Regions from separate parts of the Sus scrofa genome. Here region 2 is linked to region 1. Evidence: chromatin contacts called from public Hi-C data. All regions are on one chromosome and are shown on one strand. Each heading gives the region's core, a stretch centred on a gene start, on an enhancer-like site or on the middle of the called end of the contact. The rest is flanking DNA. Distances are from core to core; before and after follow the strand shown.

The links. A called contact is a pair of places that touch in the nucleus more often than the background predicts.
Region 2: a Hi-C map of skeletal muscle shows a contact between it and region 1, with 4 times the contacts expected there. The contact joins two enhancer-like sites. A contact is called at or near these places in 12 of 47 Hi-C or Micro-C datasets (embryonic fibroblasts, heart right ventricle, liver and 6 more) and 1 of 2 datasets of contacts at active chromatin or transcription factors (skeletal muscle).

What each region holds. Positions count from the first base shown.
Region 1 is chr1:158,632,075-158,636,420 of Sscrofa11.1, forward strand. No RefSeq gene overlaps it. Among named protein-coding and RNA genes, the nearest start is that of PHLPP1, 230 kb to the right of the region's middle. Within about 2 kb of position 1,322, at least 15 of the 83 cell types and tissues checked have an H3K27ac peak or open chromatin away from gene starts, as enhancers often do. A contact at or near this core is called in skeletal muscle, where this site is marked.
Region 2 is chr1:159,098,454-159,102,593 of Sscrofa11.1, forward strand. No RefSeq gene overlaps it. Among named protein-coding and RNA genes, the nearest start is that of ZCCHC2, 78 kb to the left of the region's middle. Within about 2 kb of position 1,303, at least 4 of the 83 cell types and tissues checked have an H3K27ac peak or open chromatin away from gene starts, as enhancers often do. A contact at or near this core is called in skeletal muscle, where this site is marked.

The DNA of each region.
Region 1 (4,346 bases), core at 72-2,571:
ACAGGTGCAGCCATAAAAAAAAAATACTGCTTAGAAAAAATACTGGAAAGAAATAAAATAATGGTGATGTGTTAATGAGATCATGGGTCATCTTTTTTCCTCATTAAGGTTTCTAACTTTTCCAGCTTTTGTGTGTGCATTACATTATAGTCAGAAAAAAGATATTATTGGCTATATTTTAAAATGTGTCCATGGCCTCTGGGGTGAGAGAAGGCTTTGTTCCATTTCTGGCATCTATATAAAGATAGTTAGTCATTTCTAGTGCTGAAAAGGAAGGGTACCAATTAAAAAGCCCACAAAGTGTTTGCAAAGTCGGTGCATTCTTTTATGCATAAAAATACGTTGAAGGCCTATAAAGCGCCAGGTGCAGAGCAAATCCTGAAATACAGATATTAGTGAGGTAGGGTCTCTCCTTCCAGGAGCTTACAAGATGAGAGATGCCCATTTAAAATCTTAGAATGAGAAGACACTGTATAAACAAAAGGTGGACCCAAATCCTTGAAGATGAATACTTTCTTCTTATCACCATTTTTAAACCTATCTAGTGATTTAAACAATCAACCAAATGTAAAAGAGTGATAACCTAAATGGGGGTCCCAAATATATTTTGCAAATCTGAACTTCTGAAAGTTTGGCTGTAATGCCCCCTTTCCAATTCACTCCACAGGAAGATAATGGAACACACCAGTACTTTCCTGAACATGATTTGTGCCCAAGACTTACTTCAGAGTTATATCTCCTCCTCCTATAAAAAGCAGCTCCCTATCCATAAATTGCACTGTACTGGACAGATCTTTCCGTTCACAGTCACAAGACCCCTCCAGTGCTATCATCTGGTTTGTGACATCCTGGATCCTCCCCAAGAAGAGACCAGCCCCTTGTTCTCCTGGGCAGTCCCTCTTCACTAAGGGAGTGTGGCCACAATTCTGTCTAGCAATAGCTCCACAGGAACCAAGCCAAACCAAAGCAAAACAAAAAACTTCCAACAACAACAAAAATCCAAAGCCCTCCTCCTTTTCTTTTTAAGCTAAATTTTGCAAGATCTGATCCATCTAGCATGGAAAGGTCCCAAACCATCCGAAGTGCTGACAAGCCCTGAAGCATCCCCAGTGAAACAGGCAGTTAAATGCCATGGAAAACTGCTCCTCACCCTAAACTCAAGCCTTTGTTTGATTAAGGATTAATCAAGGGAGATTAGTCTCCTGCCATAGCATGGTCTTGGGAGTGGTGAATGACAGATCTGGAAAGGACCCAGGGTCGCTGCATACATAGCTGTCTGTTTCAAAATGAGGCCTCAGAGCCCAAGGAACTAGCCTGAATTCCCACTGCTGGTCAGAGCCTCACAGTGAAAAACAAAACTGGAGCCTACAGAGTGTGTGTGTTCATGTGTGTGTGTGTGTGTGTGTTTGTGTGTGTGTGTATTCACCATGTACAACATGATAAAGATGGTCTCATCCACAAAATGGTTAATAAAAGGTGCTAAGAGTTTTGGAGCCAGCCGGCCTGCTCTGCCACCTCCTGGCAGTGCCCTGACCTTGGGCTGAGCTCTGGAATGTCTGAGCCTTAGCTTCCTGCGTCAGTGAGGATTATAATAGCCTTCACCTCCTAGAGCTACTGTCAAGATTATTCCAACCACTAAAATAAAGCAGTAACGCTACTTTAAAGCAGTGTGTGAATATTAACTCTCACAACTTTCAGAAATGCAAACAAACTAAAAGGGAAGTTTGGATATTTTCTCCCCACACCCAGCAGTTCCTCTGGCACATCCCTGAAAACATACCCCTGGGGAGACAGCAGTATCCTCCACGCTCCCTCCTCAGCCAGCAGAGGCCAGAAACATACCTTCTCACAAGGCTTTGTGCTGGTGGTGCTGGTGCCCCTCCAGCACCAGCTTTGTCCACACCCCTTCCCCCAGGGCCCTGCAGTGGGTCCTAGCAGAATCTTATTCAATCAGGCCACATTTCTTTCATCTGCTGAGAAGAGTCCTGCTCCCTGAGAAAACCCCAAAGGGTGCCTGTTGCACTTTGTCTTAGGTTCGTGAAGAATGACATGAAAGCAGTCAGCCCCCGGTGCTGCCCACTGTAGTGACAAAGGCAGAGATTCATTAAAGGCATAAAGCAGCTCATTATCCAGACTGCAGCTTATACTTGGTTTTGGACAATTTATTTGATATTTATTGATCATGGAGGATGTGAAATGGCCTGTCCTGGGCCAAATCAGCAATTTAAAAGAGATACAGGGGTCTGCCTGACCACAGCCAAAGTCATCTGTTCCCAGGCAATTCACAAGCATACCCTGGACAGAAGGCATGTGGGGCCAGCTTGCCACACATCTCTCACAGCTCCAAAGAATCCTATCAACTAAGCCGAACCACAGGAAACTGAGGCGACAGAGCCAATGTTTTGTCCCCCCCAAACATGCGAAAACAGTTCCACCTCACACCTGTACCAATAGGGGATGAATGAAATGCCAACAGCAGGACTCAGACAGCGAAGGGAGGGACTCTGCAAACCAATGAAATGGTGGTGCCCCACGAGGCCTTTCAGCTCCTGCAATAACTGAATTAACACAAGTCATGTTAATCAATCCAGGGAGGAAAATCAAAATTTTGTTGAATATCAGACATTTCAAAACTCGTAGTTAGTTCTGCTTCCGACACTGTCAAAGAGGTTGCCAGGGCAGGTGGCACCCTGCATTTCTTTATTTGTCATAACCCTGCGGCAAAAGCACCCCAAAATAGGAGAGGAAATAAATGAATGCACACATCCTAAGCTACCCGGAGGAAGGCTGGATGACAGTCTCGTCTTAAAAAGCTCTTCCCTCCCATTCCTTTCCAGTCCCGGGGCCGGGGCAGGAAGTGGAGGCTCACACAGCCCGAGGAGGATCTGACATCCTGGGGAGTTTCCTGGGGAAGGTGGGTGATGATCCCAAACTTTTGGTGATCTTCCTCCTCCCACTGGCCTCACACCTCAGTCTCAGAGGCCTGCGGAAGAGTGACTCTTTATCCAGTAAAGACTGAGCTCCTGTGCTGCTCAAAGCCCTGGGCTACTCGAAACTCAGTCACTACCACAGATTCCCAATCGAGACCCCGAACATCAAGAATGACCCGTGAGAGAGGGTCACTTCTTCCAAAAGTCTGAAATCAGGTGAAGTGGGATTTTTGTTCATTGTTGGGTGGACCTGACATTTATGATAACTGAAACCTACGGAAAATGCCCAGATGGGGCCCAGAGGCCGTCTGAGAGCCGTACAGCTGTGTGTTCAGGCGGGGAGGGGGGACGTCGCCTGAGTTTGAAGACACAGGAGAAATTATTTAGTGAGCACTTGCCTTATGCCAACCTTCTGGAAGAAGGATCTTCTCTGTCATCCCCCAGGCTTGGTCTACGTCTGCGGCTTCATCTCACACCCTCAGGCCCTGGGGCGTCGAGCGTTAACCACGAGGACACCCTAAAAGGACCAGGCTTGCAGCCAGGGTACCAGTCTGTCAGCACCGCCCCTACGCTCCTGCGGGAGTTTGGGACGACACACTGACCATGTGCAGCCCTGCCTGTCGCCCCGCCCTCCTGAGAGCCTTGCTCTCTGCTGCCCTGCGCCCCAGGGGAGGCGGGCTTTCCCAGAGCGAGGAGCGGTCAGCCTCCGCCAAGCTGGGCTGGGAGCTGAGCTGGCTGAGGATGGGGTTCAAGAGTCAGAAGCTCACTCACCCGGTGACATAAGTCACATTCTCAGTTGTGTCAGCTTTAAGTAGTAAAATAAAAGTAAGTAAATCTTTCTACTTATTTCTGCTTTGTTTTGTCTTTGGTTGGGAAGCAGGACAAGGAACAGGGATGCTGTTAAGGGCCACTCCCCCAATATTCCAACACTCCCCCTGCCCCCAGGGCTTTGACCTTGCAGTTTCCTCTGCCTGAAATTTTCATCTTTCAGATCCTATCTTGTCTTCTTTTCAATGTTTTACATCAAATACCATTTTTAGAGTTGCAGTGGTGGCTTAGCGGTAACTAACGGACAGGATCCATGAGGACGTGGGTTCGATCCCTGGGCCCGTTCCGTGGGTTAAAGATCCAGTGTTGCCGTGAGCTGTGGTGTAGGTTGCAGACATGGCTCAGATCCTCTGTTGCTGTGGCTGTGGTATAGGCTGGTGGCTACAGCTCTGATTGGACCCCTAGCCTGAGAACCTCCAAATGCCACAGGCGCAGCCCTAAAAAGCAACAACAACAAAAAAATCATTCTTGATCTCATTTCCCTCTCCTGTTTTCTTCACAGTTTCCTCCACACACGTCTGAAATAATCATATTCATATTTAAAGATTTGCTTATTCATTATCAGCTCCTTGGGTCTAGAGGGTTTAG
Region 2 (4,140 bases), core at 53-2,552, 470 kb after region 1:
AAGTGCAAGGAATCTGTGACTTGCCTCATGGAGAAAATACGTGGGCTGGATAAACTTCCTTTAGGCATGAGTGTCAGTGTTGCTGTCATAGTTCAAGGGGATTTATTAGCAATGTATATTATGGAAGGTGTCTTCAAACAGAAATGCACATAAAGCAAGGTTATGTATTGACCCATTGCTGGAAAAAAAATGTTGGGGCCAAAAGCTTGAAGGAAACTCACCTTGTATTTTCTCTAGAGAGGTTTTACCAAGTTAGCATATGTAGTGACTTAGCTACCATAAGTACTGTAAGAAGAATTATATATAGATATACATCACACACACACACACACACACACACACACACACACACACACACAATTTTATATGGAGTATTGATAGAATTCCACATGATGAGGGGCGGCATCTACAAAAATCTATACAGTTGCTCAACCAGCACTCAGGTGCATCATGTGCACACAGATGGGAGGGGAATGTGTTAAGATAACTATACCAGGTGGGAAAAAAGCTAAAAAGCTATTTGATTTGGAGAGGACTTCTGATTTGTAGACCAAAGAGCCTAACATCTGCATCTTTCATTTAAGGCAGGAAGGTATAGAGAAGAGGAAGGAGAGGGAAAACAGGAAAACTCACAGGGATCCCTACCAGTGACACAGGGATAGAGGGCTGGGAAGACCTGACTTGCTGATCCTGTGGGGGGCTGAGAAAGAGCAGATCTAGATTTAATCACAACACAGTGGGTTCCAAGGATGACTATTAGAGATGTTAAAGCTTTCCTATAATTTTCCTGTTATTTTTAATCCCCATCCTCTGGCTGTTTTCCTGCTCTCACCAGCACTAAATTGCCTTGGATGGCTTCAAAAATGTTTCCTAAGCTTATTTAGAGTTGGAGGGGAGCCAGAGAGACGTATAGCTGGGCTCCTTTTTTTTTTTCAGCTGTACCCGAAGTGTGCAAAAGTTCCCGGACCAGAGATTGACCCTGAGCCACAGCAGTGACAATGCCGGATCTTTAACCACTAGGTCCCCAGAGAACTCCCAGGCCCCTTCTTACAGTGCTCAAGTGGGAGAAGGAAGCCTGGGAAAAGCAGATGGTGACAGCTAAGGAGAGTAGTGTTAGGACCCACTGAGAAGAGAAACAAGGGGGTATTCCCACCACGCAGACATTGTTCTAAGACAGTACCCACAGGGAGATAGTCCCTGGTGACTTTCTAACGGCCAGCCATCCAATAGGAGTCTGGACCTTTAAGAACCAATTCAGGAAGTTCTAAGGACTCCAGGGATCAGGACTTGAAACAGCTTGTGACCAGTCCCAAGGGCTTTGTTGACCAGGGAACAAGGAAGGTCACTCCCTGGCCTGAGGGGCAGTGTCATTTCCCACCTGAAGGAATACCAAATTACTCTGAAATTTAACTCAACTACTCAACAATGCTTTTGTTTCTGTATCCAGGGGAAAAGGATCTTTCTACTGGGAAGTAGAAAATAAAAATAACCTTCAAGATTGAAACCCAGAGAGGGAGGGTCCCTCTGGCTTGAACATCCTGAGTCAAGAGACAGTGAGAGCAGACTGGCCTTCAAGCTCAGATGGACCACATTAAGGGAGGGGGCTGGGAGCTAATTCGGGGATGGGTGTCTGAAGAACCAGCTCAATGAGAGGGAAATGACAAATCTCCATGACAAGTGTGACATCATCATTTAAGAAAAAGAGGAAAGGTGGAATCTGGCTTGGATAGACAAGGAAGTGCTAATTCCTGGCTAGAGTCTATCATTAAGCAGTTTTTGGCCCCAGTCATGGGTTCTAAGAACAGGTGGTACCAAACTAATCACAGTTCCCATTTTATAGGATGACTAGCAGATTAACAAATCAAGGGCAGGCTTAGAGCTCAGAGATGTGGATTTTGCCAAAGGCTCTCATGGTACCATGTTAATAAGATGGAGACACGTGAACTGGATGATATCACGTCATACCCGGGTGATCATGGATTATGACCATGGATGATCACCTGACCCAGAGCATGGTCCCTCCAAACTCCAAAACACAGGAAAATCAATGGGATTTTGAGCAAGGAGTTGAAAATTTACTACCTTTCTACCATGGCGCCTGAAGATGCATTCCTTCCCTAAATGAGCTTGTTTCATTTTTTAGATGAAATAATTTTATTGCCTGGGATTTTCTTTAAAGTAATGCATTGAGGATGGGGAGAAAGTGGATTGAAGTATGAACAGGACTGGCCATGTGTTGATCATTATTGAATTTGTTGAATAGCTACACAGACCTTCATTATGTTATTTTTACTCCTCTATGTTTGAAAAGTTTCTAAATAAATTAATACTTGTCATGACCCCTAGTTTTCCTCTTTCTTGATTTCTAGCAATTTTCCTAGAACATTATTTAATACTTCTGGACCGATGCATGTCCCTTGAACTAAATTAAATGAGCCAATGATCAAACCAGCTTTCTGTGCTGTTTCCTCTAAACTGTTTTACACACTTGAAAGGAAATCATGTCTTTGTTAAAATGATTACCAACTCAGAGGCAGAATAGTTTGTGGCTTGCCATGGGCTTCCATCAGTTAGTTTCTTTGCGGTTGAAAACTGTGCTCACAACTTAATGGAAAAATTCCATCTGGGAACTTCTCCCTGTGGGTCCATTTCTGACTCCCATATCCAGGTGAGGATAAGCACCACCACCCTTTTTTGGCTTTTTAGGGCCACACCCACCTCAGCATGTGGAAGTTCCTGGGCTAGGGGTCAAATCAGAGCTGCAGCTGCTGACCTACACCACAGCTCATAGCAACGCCAGATCCTTAACCCACTGATCGGGGCCAGGGATTGAACGGGCATCCTCATGTATACTAGTCGGGTTCATTACTGCTGAGCCACCACAGGAACTCCAAGGATAAGCCCTTTTGCTGCCTACCGTGATGCCCAGAGATGTCTGAGGCTGACATTTGTTCAAGTCCTCAGCATTGAGTTTAGAAATATCTCTGGAAAAGTCTGTGAATCTGAGAATGCTGAGTGAAAATTCTGTTCACATCTGAGAGAACTATTTCTGTATCCTGTATAACTGAGATGGAGCAGGTAAACCAGGCACAGGTAAGACAGTCTCTGGTATATATGCAAATTAGGCTACATGCAAGCCCATGTATCAATGATTAGGTTTTCAGAAGATCTCATCTGATCCTCATTCACTCAGAGCAGATGTCCCCGTGAGGACTTAATGATCTAGATTTGTGCTGTGGCTATTTAAATCTAAATGATTAAAACTTAAATAAAATTTAAAATTCATTTGCTTCATAGCACTAGCCACACATGAAGTGCTCCATAGTGTGGCTGGTGGCTACCTATTTGACAGCACAGATTCACATTTCCATCATCTCAGAAAGTTTTGCAGGACAGCTCTGATTTAGATGGTTTCACCTCTGTCTTTGATAGCATTTCTGATTTTCCACAGGTATCCTAGCTAAGCTGACCTCCTTGATCCTTTGGAGATGAATCCTGGTGACATCATACAAACCATCTCTGTATCTGCTCTTGTCAGAAGTCTAAGAGACAATGTTAACATTTGTCATCACAATGTAGAATGTCATGCTTCAATTCTTACATGCTAGCTTTTCTGACTTTTTGCTGATTCTAGGTTTTATGCATATTTTCCTTTCTCAGTCACAGTGATGAATGAAAACTGTCAACATTTGGAAGAAAATGTACAAAAACTAAGGAGAGTTCCAAGAGAGGCGCATTAGCTCGAGGCATGGGTGCTGACTGGGTGTCTTCTGGCCATTAGGCAGATGTGGATATGAGTTTGGTTATTAATGAGGCTATCATTTATAATAAGGGGGTTGTGATAGCAAGTATTACAAGTAGTCATTATATGCCAGCTTTTGACTTGACACACTTTAAATGCTACAGCCAACATAATTGACTTCAGTGTCTTCCTAGCTTGATAGTCAAATTAATTGGTAGTTGATGAAGATTTCAATCTGCAGTGAAAAATCCATAGTCCTAGTAAAATGTGATCACAGTGATGATTTTCTCCCCATTACTATGTATGCTGGAGGACTCCAATCAAAGCATCTCAGACTATAAAAATTGCCTTCTCCAAGTGATCTTCAGGGGAGTGAACCCTGTTCTCCTAAAATACTG